3 separate regions of the Mus musculus genome follow, and regions 1 and 3 are each linked to region 2. Evidence: chromatin contacts called from public promoter capture Hi-C data. All regions are on one chromosome and are shown on one strand. Each heading gives the region's core, a stretch centred on a gene start, on an enhancer-like site or on the middle of the called end of the contact. The rest is flanking DNA. Distances are from core to core; before and after follow the strand shown.

Region 1 (4,829 bases), core at 1,847-4,346, 2.1 Mb before region 2:
TATCTAAGTAAAATTCAGTTTCTGAATGTTAAGTTAAAAATCTGCAAATTACAGGCTGGAGATGTGGCTTAGTTGGTAGCATGCTTGCCTAACATATATAGGCCCTGGGGTCTATTTCCAGTACCACATGAACTAGGCACGATGGTTCATACCAGTAATCACACAGAGGGTCAGAAGGGTCATCTCAGGGAGACAAGCCATCATGGGATACAGGAAGCCCTGTCTCAAAAAAGAAAAAAATCTAGAAATTAGAATACTAGAAAAGTGTGGTGTAAGGCAGGAACTTCCATCTAGATGTAACCCACTTAAAAATAGCTAAGGATGCTTTTAATCCCAGCACTTGGGAGGCAGAGGCAGGTAGATTTCTGAATTTGAGGCCAGCCTGGTCTACAAAGTGAGTTCCAGGACAGCCAGGGCTACACAGAGAAACCCTGACTCGGAAAAACCAAAAAAAAAAAAAAAAAAAAAAAAAAAAAAAAAAAAAAAAGAAGAAGAAGAAGAAGAAGAAGAAGAAGAAGAAGAAGAAGAAGAAGAAGAAGAAGAAGAAGAAGCAGCAGCAGCAGCAGCTAAGAACATCAACAAAACCCAAGAAGAAGAAGAAGAAGAAGAAGAAGAAGAAGAAGAAGAAGAAGCAGCAGCAGCAGCTAAGAACATCAACAAAACCCAAACCACAGATTTTGAGCTACCTTGAAGGAAAGGTGAATAGAATCATTAAAATGCTGGATGCATGGATTTTTCTTCTTTTTTCTTCAAGATTTGCTTATTTTACATATATGGATGCTCTATCTGCATGTACACCTGTACACCAGGAGATGGCATCAGCATAGATGGTTGTGAGCCACCTTATGGTTGCTGGGAATCAAACTCAGGACCTCTGGGGAGCACGTAGTGCTCTTAACAGATGAGCCATCTCTCTTTCAATGATTACTCGGCCTCAAACTCCTGGCAATTCTCCTGCCTTCATAGTGCTGGGATTCTAGGTCTGGGCCACTCCTGTCTAACTGTACCATGGGGTTTTGTTTTGTTTTGTTTTGTTTTTTTTTTATATTACTATTCTCCTTCAGTTACCATCAAATCACCCTTGCTACTACTGGCCCTAAAACTAAATCACCTTTCTTGCCTCTCTTTTACATCTTGCTCCCTTTCCCTTCCTCCTTTCTCCACATGGTCATGGCTGGTCTCTACTTCTCTACTCTCTCCTTCTCTCTGCCTTTCTCTGCTTCTACTACTCTCTTAACTCCCCTCCACAAGCCCTAAATAAACTCTATTCTACATTATAAACAAAACAAAACAAAACAAAACAAAAAGCCCTAAATCACTGTAGTGGCTATTCCTGGTTGTCAACTTGACTATATTTGGAATGAACTACAATCCAGAATTGGAAGGCTCACCAGTGACCCTTATCTGGAGGCTTGGAGATAGAAGATTCTGATCTGGATCTTGGTATGGAGATCTTGAGGCATAGTGGCTATGGATTCCAGAGGATTAAATCTCCGAGTTCAAGGTCATCCGGGATTAAAGGTGTGGTAGAACACACCTTTAATCTGGGCTACACCTTCTGCTGGAGACAATATAAGGACATTGGAAGAAGGGAGTCTTGCTCTTGCTCCTTCGCCTGCTTGCTGTGTGAGACTGAGTGAGTAACTGCTGGATCCTTGGACTTCCATTCACAGCTGCGACTGAACCATTGTTGGGAATTGGGCTGGGGACTGTAAGTCATCAATAAATTCTTTTACTATATAGAGACTATCCATAGGTTCTGTGACTCTAGAGAACCCTGACTAACACAATCACCTTCAGGTCTAGATTTAATGATTTTAAAAAGTCACTTCAATAATCCAAGTCACCAGGTGTCTTATCTACACCAAGTCATGGGGGACCGTGCTATCTCGTCTACAGCTCATAAGTAATCAAAGTAAGTACCACTTTACAAACCCACTCACTGTAAAGCCAGCTTTGTTATTTAAATTTTCGCCTGTTCACCAAGTTGGAAGAGCAGAGTGTAGTAGCATAGGCCTGTAATCCTAACACTTGGGAAATAAAGGCAAGGGGTTCTGGAATTCAGTGCCAGCTACACAAAGAATTTAAAGTCAGCCCGAGTTACTCTGAGAAGCTCTGTCTCAAAAAAAACCCACCACCCAGAACTCCCCTCTCACCCAAACAAAAACGAGGGGTTAGGGATCTACCTCCTTTGTAGAGGGCTTTCTTAGCTTGTGTGAGGCTTGAGGTTCAATCCCTAGTTACAGCAACACAAATATCAGATCTAAATGTGAACTAGCTTTTGCCCAACATCAGCTTGTTGAATGGTTTCCTTTACTGTTTACTCACTAGACAGGTAGGGGACAGAGGAACGGTAACTTCCCTCTGGGGTGAGTGCACTCCTATTCACCCTCTTCCATCCTTTTAGACTAGGCATACTCTAAGTGACAAAAACATGAAGGTTCTAGGGCTGGGAGGTGTAGTTCAGTAGAACAGAGATTACCTACCATGCACAAGTCCCTGAGTTCGATCCCCACGACTGCAAATAGATAATGCAAAACAAAAACCATCCTGGACAAAAGATCATTTGTAGTGAGGTGCCTCCTATACACCTTCAGAGTAATTACTTTGTGGATCGTGCATTTAAACTTGTAAATATAACAGCTTGGTGACTAGTGAGTGGGAGTAGATGGTGCCTCAAACACTATTATGAATTCGACTTTCAAAAGCATCTAGCTCTCTGCCCAAACCCACCAAGTCGCAGTCTGTCTCTCTCGCCATCTTAATCTCTTCGGCAAAAGCAACTCTTTCCTGATAGCGAGAAGTCTGGCGAAGGCGTAGGGCCCAGTCTTCTTACAGAACCGACGGAAAGCAACAGCAAGACGATCGGAGTCCCGTAAACTACAATTTCTGGGGAGGAAGACGGTGGGTGGAAACCCTCCGTCTTCCAGTGTGGCAGCCCGTCTCCGTGGCAACCGGCTGCAGGCGTGGGAGCCCGGATGTTGTGGAGATCCGCAGTCGCTCCGCCCAGCTTCCGGTAGCCTCAGGGGTGCGGGCCGTACGCATCTTCGGGAGTCGTAGTTCTTTTTGCTCGCCGCGAGCTGGCAGGAGACGTAGGAGGAACTTCAAGTCCCAGCATGCCTTGCTGCGCCGCGCCTGCCACCGCTTCCCCGCTGCGGACGCCTGCGAGCAGGTTGTTGTTTTTATGAGGCGTCACTGGCGTCTGGAGCGCGGACGCCGCCACGGTGACAGCTGGCGCGGTCGGGCGGAAGAGGCGCTGTCTTCGGGTAAGACCCTGGGGCGCAGGTCGGGCTGATGGGGCGGCCGCGGGCTGCAACTCGTACCTTCGGGCGCAGCGCCGGGAGGCTTTCTCCTGGTGGATGCCTTGGTCCTCGGGCGACCTCGGGCGGAGGGCGCGACCTGGCAGGTGTTAGGCGCGGGCTCGCAGGCTGCAGCCCCGCGAGCTCGGAGCTGGGCGCCCCGGGATTCAGGTGCAGCTGCATCCGTATGCTGAGATGCCGCGTGCGTCACTCTGAGCCGGCTCGGAGGTCCCAGGTGTCAGGAATAGAAAAGTGTGCACCCCAGAAGTATACTCCTATTCAGCCCCGAAGCCTGTTCTCCGCCCGTTCTTCACGCTTCCCCTCCGGGTCCTTACCAGCGTTTGTTAGGCTGACGGCTTGTCCTAAGTAGCAGCTGCGCGTGTGTCGTTTGTGTTTACCTCTCATTTATCCCAACTCTGCCAGGGGCAGCGCCCGAGTTCTAGACCGCAACCAGCTGGGGTGTTTTCCTTAAGGGTGAACCATCATGCACTGCCCTCTCCCACTTTTGCTTTATTGGCTGTATGGGGCTGCTTGTCCCTAGAAAGGGCAACCAGTTGGTTATTCTCAGTTAGGGGTGCTATGAGACCTTTCCAGCAAGGTCACATAATGTTTGAAATGTCAGCACTAACTATCTTAAAGACCCAATATTTTTTCTTTCGCCTTTTTTTTTTTTTTTTGGAGTGGGTGGATTGGGTTTTTTTGGTTTGTTTGTTTTTGTTTTTTGAGGTAGGGTTTCTCTGTGTATCTCCACCTATCCTAAAACTTGCACTGTAGTCCAAGCTGACCTCCAACTCAGAAATCCGTTTGCCTCTGCCTTCTGAGTCCACCGACTAACTTTAAGATCCCAATCTTAATAGGTCTTAGATTTCTCAGGGGATATTTATCATGTATAACTGGTGTGAGTAGTTTGCTATTCTGACAAGCTCAAGTCACAGGGGAACTGAGAAGGTTGTTAAGGGTGAGTTAATGCTTTTGGCTTTTTTTTCTTGCTGTGTATCTCTGGCTGTCCTGATACTAATATATCCCAGGCTAGACCTGGGAGTTCTCTTGCCTAAGCGTCCTAGGCACTGTGATCGTAGTTGGGTACCATGGAGCCTGCTGTAAATGCTGTTTTAACCCTGTTACACCAAAGTTGAAATTCCAGTTAAAGGTGGTACCCCAGATATTTAGAAACTGAAGCAGGGGAATGGCAAGTTTGAGACCACTTGAGCAATATAGTGGAGAGCATATTTCTGTATAAAAAGACCGGAGAATGTAGTTCTTTGGTACAGTACTTGCTTAATGTATGTGAGGCCCTGAGTTTAAGCCCCAGGATGATCAGAACAACTCCTAGAACCAGTTTTGTACTGTAAGCCAAAGAATAGACTGTTGTGTTTCCATTGGAGTTTTAAGGATATTTAGTTATGAAGGTGATTGTCTAGGATGTGAAACTAAACTGACCTCTTTACGCTTTACTGTGTTTTCTGGGGATGCACCACCTTTTTTTTTTTTTTTTTTTTTTTAAAAGATGTGTTTTTGTATGTTTTGTCT
Region 2 (4,412 bases), core at 1,444-3,943:
GCTATCCCAAAGGTCCTCCACTGCTCCCCCACGCACTCCCCCACCCACCCACTCCCACTTCTTGGCCCTGGCGTTCCCTTGTACTGAGGCTTATAAAGTTTGCTTGACCAATGGGCCTCTCTTTCCACTGATGGCCTACTAGGCCATCTTCTGATTCATATGCAGCTAGAGACAAGAGCTCTGGGAGGTACTGGTTAGTTCATAATGTTGTTCCACCTATAGGGTTGCAGATCCCTTTAGCTCCTTGGGTATTTTCTCTAGCTCCTCCATTGGGGGCCTTGTGATCCATCCAATAGCTGACTGTGAGCATCCACTTCTGTGTTTGCCAGGCCCCGGCATAGTCTCACAAGAGACAGCCATATCTGGGTCCTTTCAGCAAAATCTTACTAGTGTATGCAATGGTGTCAGTGTTTGGAAGCTGATTATGGGATGGATCCCCGGATATGGCAGTCTCTAGATGGTCCATCCTTTTGTCTCAGCTCCAAACTTTGTCTCTGTAACTCCTTTCATGGGTGTTTTGTTCCCAATTCTAAGAAGGGGCAAAGTGTCCACACTTTGGTCTTCATTCTTCTTGAGTTTCATGCATTTAGCAAATTGTATCTTATATCTTGGATATTCTAAATTTCTGGGCTAATATCCACTTATCAGTGAGTACATATTGTGTTAGTTCTTTTGTGATTGGGTTACCTCACTTAGCATGATGCCCTCTAGGTCCATCCATTTGCCTAGGAATTTCATAAATTCATTCTTTTTAATAGCTGAGTAGTACTCCATTGTGTAAATGTACCACATGTTCTATATCCATTCCTCTGTTGAGAAAATGTTCTTAATTTATAAAGCAACAACTGAAAATTTTATCAATTTACAATAAAATATATAATACCTTATACTGACTTTTGGGGTGTGGACCCTACTCCTGGTTTGCAGATCTTAGTAATAAGAGTGCTTTAGGCTGTAAATACATATGCATTAGGCAGAAGAGTCCACCATCAGAATGGCCCTCTCCTCATTGCCGGTTGGGTGTGTTTTGTTTAAAGTCTGTTCTTTTCCTGAATGAAGCAAGAGGTTAGTGGTCAGAAACCCATTTCCCAAGTGTATGTGGTGGCATGCATCTGCAATTTCAGCACTCCTGGGACTCAAGGGAGAGAGGTAAAATTGTTCTAGGTCAGCTACATAAAGAGACTTTACCACCACCACCACCAAAAGAAAAAAAACCCTTTCTCCTACCCCTCATCTTCTCTTTCTCTTACATCAGGGTGGTTGAAAGTATGTCTTTGAAAATTTTGAAAGAATGATTCCAATTTTATTTTTGTTCATGTAAATAAAAGTCACTTTTATAAGAACTCTCAGAGTTTTGAGTGTTTTGGTTCTTCCTACCCCCCCCCCCTCCGACTCACCAACCCATCATACTCAGTATTCCTCAACTGTCCTGACCGGTAGCTAATATCTAGAGGGTAAGGAAACAGGCACCTTCTACAGGCATGAAGGAAGTGTAAGAGACAGGAGCTCAACTCATTGCTTTGGATGCTCTGCTGGCTCAAAGTACATTTTGTCTCCTTTCACAGGCAGACAAAGAAAGGATGGAATCCAGAAACATCAAAGTGGTGAACAGTCTTCCTTCAAATACCCACCTCATGTTCAGACATAACTAGGGAGTCAGGCTTGTGCTTTGACTGCCATTGTACTGGTCTCAGAACCATGTCTCTAAAATTTCACCATTCACAAGGCAGAGGCAGGAGGATGGCGAGTTTGAAGAAAACCCGGGCTGCTTAGTGAGACCTGTCTCAAAACCCAACAAGCCAAACAATAAAACTGGATTCCCATGATAGGCACTGGCCACAACTTAAGGTTTAAAGAAGGAAGATGGACACATTTTAAAAGGCTAAAAATTTTAAAGAGTATTCCAAGTGAGCACGAAAGTGTGGCTGGAGAGAACATGTTGGGATGAAAAAGACCACATTCCTGTGTCCGTGTAAGGGCACGGAATAGACTGCGTCAAGACTGCAAACACTTGAGTTTCTCTCAGTAGGTTGCCGTTTTCAGGTGACTCCAGGATCAGCATCAGGTAGTGCTGTCACGATCAGCAGAACAAAGGTCTCATTCTGAATGGTGGCGAACCTATGTAAACGCCCAAGTCTAAGATGGGCCATTTCCCAGTGCCATCTTGTTTTCAGGTTCATTGGAGTTTCTGTGTGTTAGAGGCCACCCTATGTCCTTGCATCACCAAGGGTGCAAACCCAAATGCAGAGTGACCTTGAGCATCCTTCAAATTCCGGGTGGTGCAGCTTCCCGCCCTGCCGTGAGCAAGTCTCTTCTGGAGTTGCAGGTTCTCAGAAAGGCCTTTCCCGAACCCTCCCCTACCTCAAGTCCTCTCCCTACAAACAGCAGGGCCAGGAGGAGCAGCCTTGAGGCTGCCGGGTCTACGCGGGCACTCTAACCGTCGCTACCTCGAGCGGGACGCGCTCCCTCACTGCCCCACCTTCGCGCACACTGTGGGGGGCCACTCCGCCAAAGCAGGTTTGGGATGCCAGCCGCATGGGCCGAGGATGCTCGGTGCCCGCCGCCGATGGGAGGCAGCGTGAGCCCGAAAGAGCCGGGAGGGATCGCGGTGGCAGCGCTCGAGCGCAGCCTCCTCCCGCTCCCACAATGCACAGGGCGGCGGCGGCGGCGGCGGCGGCATCGCGCGCCGCGGAGGAGACAGAGGAGGCTACAGAGACCAGGCCTCTAAGGAGGCGAAGCGGCTGAGGAAACTGAGGGAGCGAGGGGGCGCTGAGGACGCGAGGCGACTGAAGAGACCGCAAGGGCTGTGTGTGTGGACCAGGCGGCTTGGGGAGACTGAGGCGGCGACGGCCGCGGAGGCTGGTACCCGAGTCCCCCGAGCACGCGCCTCGGGCTCACGCGGCCGCCGAGCCCTGGAGGTGATGACTGTCAGGCTCCCGCCCGCCGCTAGCGCCTGACGCGCCCCGCCCCGGCCCGCCCGGGCCCGCCCGCCAGCTTGGCCCGCCCTGCCCGGCCCGGCCCTTCCCCTGCTCCCCGCCCGCCACCGTTTCACCCGCGCGGGCGGCCGCCACGCGAGCTGCGGCCTCCGCCTAGGCGGGGGGCGTCGGCGCTGGGCCCGCCATGGCCGCGTCCGAGCTCTACACCAAGGTAACGCGCGCCGCAGAGCCTTGTCCTGGGGAGGGGTCGCGCGGCCGGGACCGTGGCTGTAGGACCGGCAGGTTCCACCGGACTGCACCCCACTGCCCGGCTGTACCTCCTTGCCCGGCTGTACCTCCCTGCTCTGCCTCCCGAGCCCATTTCGGATGGGATGCTCTTGGGCAGATGCTCGGGCCGCTCTCCCGGGACTCGTGCTTAAAATAACGTCCTGTGCCGGTATGCGCCAGGCAGCAGCCTCTCGGGGAGATTATTTCGGATTCTGCAGTTATGGCCAGTCCGCTTTCACCTTTAGCTGCCGGGTTCTTGCCATTTGCCCTGGGGTGCGGAGCCTGTGGGAAGATGCAGCCCGGAGATGGCGAGCTTATTCTTAGGCTTCTTGGTGCCTGGGAGTTTGCAACCTGCGCGTTATCCCCGAGAGCCTCGTTAGCTCTGTGTCCTCACCCTCCTTTCCGGCGAGCCTTTCCCTTTTGGTCTTCATTTAGGGGAAGTGGCAGCCTTTTCAATCTTAAACCGACGCCCATATTCTCAGGGTCTGGTAATCTCTGAATGGCGTATTTTGGAGAGACTGTTTAGAAAATCTGTGTTGGGCAGTGTGTGGTGTATGCATTCATGGTATCTTATGTTACGGTTTCAATGGATGTTTTGCCAGCTAATGATTATTAAAATTACCTCTAATTCCACTCAACAGAATTGCCTTAACTTTTCAAGTTCATGTTTTTACATTTTTACCAGAATCTCTTTCTTCCCGTCTCTCTCTGTCTCTGCCTTTGTCTCCCTCTCAGGCACGGAGATTGAATGTAAGGGCCTCATGCATACTAGGTAAACCCTTTACAACTGAGCTATATATAGATAGCCCCAGCTTTCTGGACTCTTCTTTTAGCAGTTTGGAATCATCTCTTGCACACGTGACATCAATAAGCCCAGAGCCCAAATTGCAGCCTTGAGGAAAGAAATCTGTACCTTTCCACCCAACTGTGTGACATTTGGCAAACTACATAACCTCTCTGGTTCAGGTTTCTTACTTGTAAATAGAGTGAATTTTATTTGTCCTTTTGTCCTTCCTTACAAGCTGTTGTGAGGATCACATTTAATACTAGTTGTGAAAGCTTTCTGTGACTCTTTTTTTTTTTAAACAAATATGAGGTATATGATTACTTTCTTCCAGCCATGAAATGAAGAGCTTGCATGAACCTGGGACTTTCTTTCTAGCCCTAGATTTAAGAAGTGTACAATTAGAACATTTCTCTAAACCTAGT
Region 3 (4,670 bases), core at 44-2,543, 2.1 Mb before region 2:
CAAAAAGCAGGATGAAAGTGAAACAAATCAGCAGGATGTTAGGTTCTCTGCTCAGAAGGACTGACAAAGGAGCAGAAGTTTGAGATAATGATCTGCTGACAAAACAGGTCAGGATCAGGAAGGGAGAGATACTAACACCAACTCTACTGATCCTAAACTTTCTGCAATAAATTATGCTGGAGTTTAAACATTTCCCTAAATGCTCTCCAAACTTTTTTTTTCTAGTTTAAAATGCAGCATTCTATGTGCAAATAACTTCTCTAGTACTTAATTACATTTATCATTCACATCAGACTCGCGTAATGTAGAAACTGGGCCTAAGGAAGTAGTGTAGAAGGAGCATTTAGAATAAATGAAAGATCTCAGTCATTTTTCTGCTAACAATGCACATGGCACTAAAGACGTTGGGCTGAACTACACGGCCTTCAAGTTTCTTGGCAGCTGAAGTTCGGTGTGTATTATTGAAGTCCAGTGTAAGCTACTGGGAAATGGATCAGTTTAAATCCAATAGATCCTACTATGGAATTGCAGCAAAGTTTATTGTGAGGCTTTTGGGTCTCAAAAATTGAAGTTTAGGTCCCTTCCCAGGGTTAAGGGAATGTACACACCAGTGCTCCTAGGATGGGTGACGGCGTCAGCCCCTGAACATCAAACGTTGCTTTGTATTTTGAGACAGAATATTTGTGTTTATCAGGGTGGGTCTCCAACTGAGGGCTCTGCTCAAGTCGTGAGATTACAGGCTACCACACAGCAAATGGTCAGAGCAAACCAAACGTCCTGACTCTAAATGTGCCTTGCTGTCACAATGTACACATTCCAGCTCTGCCGACCCATATCCCTCTGCATCCTAAAGCTCCAAGCTTTTTCCTTTCCAGAGCTGGGAATACAACCCAGCCTCTCCCAGGGAGCCACACCACAGCTTCTCTTCTCCTTTAGCAAAAAGTCACTTTAAACTATTTGTATGTAATTAAGTTGTGCCTGCGTGTGAGTGCGGTGCCCTCGGAAGCCAGAAGAGGGTATCAGATTGGAGCTCCTGGCGCTTGAGAGACGCCGAGCACGGGTGCTGAGCCTCGAACTCGGATCCTCTGGGAAGCAGTGCCTGCGCACGGCAGTCTCCTGTCCCCGAGCCCTCTCGTTTCCGTGTTCTGCTCTACTTCGTCCTCATTCTCTCAGAGGCAGCGGGGACACAGATACTCCAGACTCAAGTAGGACTACCGACAACTGCAATACCCAACATAGTGGGAGACCGAGGGTCCTACTGGACCCCTGACCCGGAAGGACCCTAAGGGCCGGAAGTGATGGCAACCCCGCAATCCCCGCTTCCCTAGCAACCCGATCGGCTTCCTAGCGACGTAAAGTGGCTGTGCAGTCCCTGGTCCCGCCATGCCAGTGCGAGTGAGCGAGTTCAGCTGGCAGCAGACGCCGGCCACGATCTTCCTGTCGCTGCCTTTGCGGGGCGTCTGCGTGCGCGATGCTGACGTATTCTGTGGGGAAAGTTACCTGAAGGTGGGCGGGGCGGAGATGCAGTTGCTGTGCGCCCCGGGAGCAGGAGCTGTCTTGTAGAGTGTCCATGGCTTTACTTTTTTAAAGTTAATTTTTAATTTACATTTTTTACCCTTAATTAATTTATTTTTGTTATGCTAAGGATCAAACCCAGCATCCTGTGTATGCCAAGCCACTGAGCTACATCTCTAGTAACTATGTATATATTAAATGTATGAATGCGTGCATTCATGAGTGTGCATCAGGTGTGTGCAAATGCCTGCGAAGGCCAGAAGAGGGGGGTCAGATCTCCTAGAACTAGAGTTACAGATGGTTGTGAGCCACGCAGGATGGAAGAATAAGTGCTCTTAACCACTGAACCATCTCTCCAGCCCCAATAGCTACAGGGGTGTGAGCAGGGTGGAGGGTGTCTTATTCTGTAGCCCACACTGGCAATCCTCCTGCCTCAGACTTCCAAGTGTTGGGATTAATGGGATGCTCTCCCATCCCTGGCTAAACCTCAACTTAAAGTTGATAAACAAGTCTAAAGCTGCTGAGATGGGCCAATGAGTTAATGCACTACCACCAAGCCTGACAGCTGCAGTTCCGTCCCCAGAAAGGAGAAAACCAATTTCTCACAATTCTCTGACCTCCTCCTGCGTGCCATGGCACTCAGACCCACACACATGCGCACAACGTTGTCATTAAAACAACAGCTGGGCAGTGGTGGTGCTCACCTTTAATCCCAGCACTTGGGAGGCAGAGGCAGGCGTATTTCTGAGTTCGAGGCCAGCCTGGTCTACAGAGTGAGTTCCAGGACAGCCAGGGCTACACAGAGAAACCCTGTCTCGAGAAACCAAAAAACAAAGCAAAACAAAACCAACCATCCAACCAACCAACCAAACAAAAATATCTAAAAAAAAAAAACAAAAAAACCAAACCAACAACAAAAACAAATCTGTTGTCAGTGTGGTGTCATCTAGACATATTCAGGTTCCAGATTTGCTTTCATCTATTGCGTCCTCATATGCTTTGCTAAATTATGCTGCCTGGAATAAATTCAGTGGGGTTTTGAGAAACATTTTACACACACACACACACACACACCGGGATGGAGAAGGGGAGGGCTGGCTTCAAACTGGCTCCCTCACTTCGTAGCTGAGAATGGCCTGGGATGTCTGAGCACCCTGCTTCTACCTCCTGAGTGCCCGGATAACAGGCCTGGGACACCACACCAGGAACTATGTCCCCACCCTAGCATGTTTGCTTTTTTTTTTTTTTTTTTCTGGAATAAACGGTTGTAAATTTTTTTGATTTACCTTTATTGATGTGTGTTGCAGATTTGGCTCTGTGCATGAATGTGTACCATGTGCTTGTCTGATGCCCTAGGAGTTCAGATGAGGATGTCAGATCCCCTGGAACTGGATTTCAGAGGGTTGGGAGTTTCCATGTGGGTGCTGGGAACAGAACCCAGGTTGTCTACAAGAATAAGTGCTCTTAACCACTGAGCTGTCTCTCCAGCTTTTTTTTTTTAAGATGGCAGTGTCTTTAATTTGTGTAACTAACTCAATGCCTCTCTCTCTCTCTCTCTCTCTCTCGTCTGAACAGGTTAACTTTCCTCCATTTTTATTTGAGCTGTTTCTCTATGCTCCTATAGATGATGGGAAGAGCAAAGCCAAGATTGGAAATGACACGATTCTTTTCACATTGTATAAAAAGGAGCCAGTTCTGTGGGATAGCCTTTCTGTGCCGGGTGGTAAGTTTTTAAGTGAAAGTTGTTCACTTGAGCTGGGTGCCATTCACGAGAGCTCAGTATGTACCTGTAAGCCAATATCAGAAAGCTGGGCTACATGAAACCTTGTCTCAAAAAATATTTTTCCCCCTCCGGTTGTCATGGTGACTCCAGGTGATGCTTGCTTACACGTCTCAGGTCTTAAGAGGCTGAAGTAAGAGGATCACAGTGCTAAACCACCCTGCGCCATATAAAAGATGCTGTCTCCATCAGGTTTCCACATTTTATGGAATTAGATCTAAAGAAGCCTTATCCAGATCAGTATAAGTGCTTCTCTCCTCAATAAAGCAAGTTAATGCTGGGCGGTGGTGGTACATGCCTTTAATCCCAGCACTTGGGAGGCAGAGGCAGGCAGATTTCTGAGTTCGAGGCCAGCCTGGTCTACAGAGTGAGTTCTGGGACAGCCAGGGCTACACAGAAAAACCTTGTCTCGAAAGACAAAAAAAAAAAAAAATTCATAATCCCGTCATAGTACTTTTCCTTATATTCCAGTTGATAAAGAGATGATGCAGAGAATAAGAGAAAAATCTATCTTGCAAGCACAGGAGAAAGCAAAAGAGGCCACAGAAGCAAAAGCTGTTGCCAAGCGAGAAGACCAGAGATACGCACTAGGCGAGATGATGAAGGTAAGCGACAGATTCCAGGGCACTAGAGGTGCCGATGAGCCAGAGTCAGAGAAGTAGTGCAGCCAGGAGTGGGGGTGCAGGCCACCAGGCTCCTCAGGAGGGTGAAACAGGAGGATCAGAAGTCGCAGCCATCAGCAACTGTGGTGAAACAGCCAGCAGTTGAGAGTCAGAGGCCAGCTTGGTTTACAGATGGAGTGCTAGGCAAATGATCAACTACTGCAGCTCACGAGTTAGGTCCTCAGCTTCTTGGCCACTGACCTGTGTACTGTCCCACCACTTCTCGTGTCACTCCCCCACCCCCACCAGACACTGAGCCTCCTACATGAAGCCTAGTGGGTTGGGGGAGGTGTGGACACGGACACACACAAAAATACACACACACAAACACGAGTGGGATCCACTGTTTTAGTGTAAACTGAAACCCAGGCTCTTATCCCAAGGCTCAGACACTCAAACGCATCCCACTTGTACAGCCACTGCTTTTTGAATGTTTTAAAGAACTTGCTAATTAAAATGCTTGTAGATTGAAGAAGAAGAGAGGAAAAAAATAGAAGATATGAAAGAAAATGAACGGAAAAAGGCAACTAGCGAATTAGAAGCGTGGAAAGAATGTCAAAAGAAAGCTGACGGACAAAAAAGAGTCCAGAGGAAGGAGAAACCGCTCGAGGGAAAGCAAGCTGAAGAGACCAAAGCTCTAAAACCTCGGGGTTTGCCCCGGAAGGCCCCACCCACTCGCCTCCCCACAAGAGGTGTGGCGCCCCTGTCTTTTT

The links. Promoter capture Hi-C pulls out the DNA fragments that hold promoters and counts their contacts.
Region 1: a contact with region 2 is called in a promoter capture Hi-C map of erythroid cells, with 14 times the contacts expected there. The contact joins the promoter of Ccpg1 here to the promoter of Myo5a in region 2. A contact is called at or near these places in 2 of 39 promoter capture datasets (embryonic stem cells and erythroid cells).
Region 3: a contact with region 2 is called in a promoter capture Hi-C map of embryonic stem cells, with 4 times the contacts expected there. The contact joins the promoter of Dnaaf4 here to the promoter of Myo5a in region 2. A contact is called at or near these places in 2 of 39 promoter capture datasets (cranial neural crest and embryonic stem cells).

Annotation. Positions count from the first base shown.
Region 1 is chr9:72,982,408-72,987,236 of GRCm38.p6, forward strand. Ccpg1 (cell cycle progression 1) reads left to right here and starts at 3,097. Exons shown (of 9, transcript NM_001286544.1): 1 at 3,097-3,266. It overlaps Ccpg1os (cell cycle progression 1, opposite strand), which reads right to left and starts at 2,969. Exons shown (of 2, transcript NM_001198789.1): 1 at 2,734-2,969. The coding sequence starts at 2,760.
Region 2 is chr9:75,068,513-75,072,924 of GRCm38.p6, forward strand. Myo5a (myosin VA) reads left to right here and starts at 2,694. Exons shown (of 41, transcript NM_010864.2): 1 at 2,694-3,147. The coding sequence starts at 3,121.
Region 3 is chr9:72,957,492-72,962,161 of GRCm38.p6, forward strand. It overlaps Dnaaf4 (dynein axonemal assembly factor 4), which reads left to right and starts at 1,294. Exons shown (of 9, transcript NM_026314.3): 1 at 1,294-1,506; 2 at 3,091-3,238; 3 at 3,767-3,900; 4 at 4,424-4,649. The coding sequence starts at 1,384.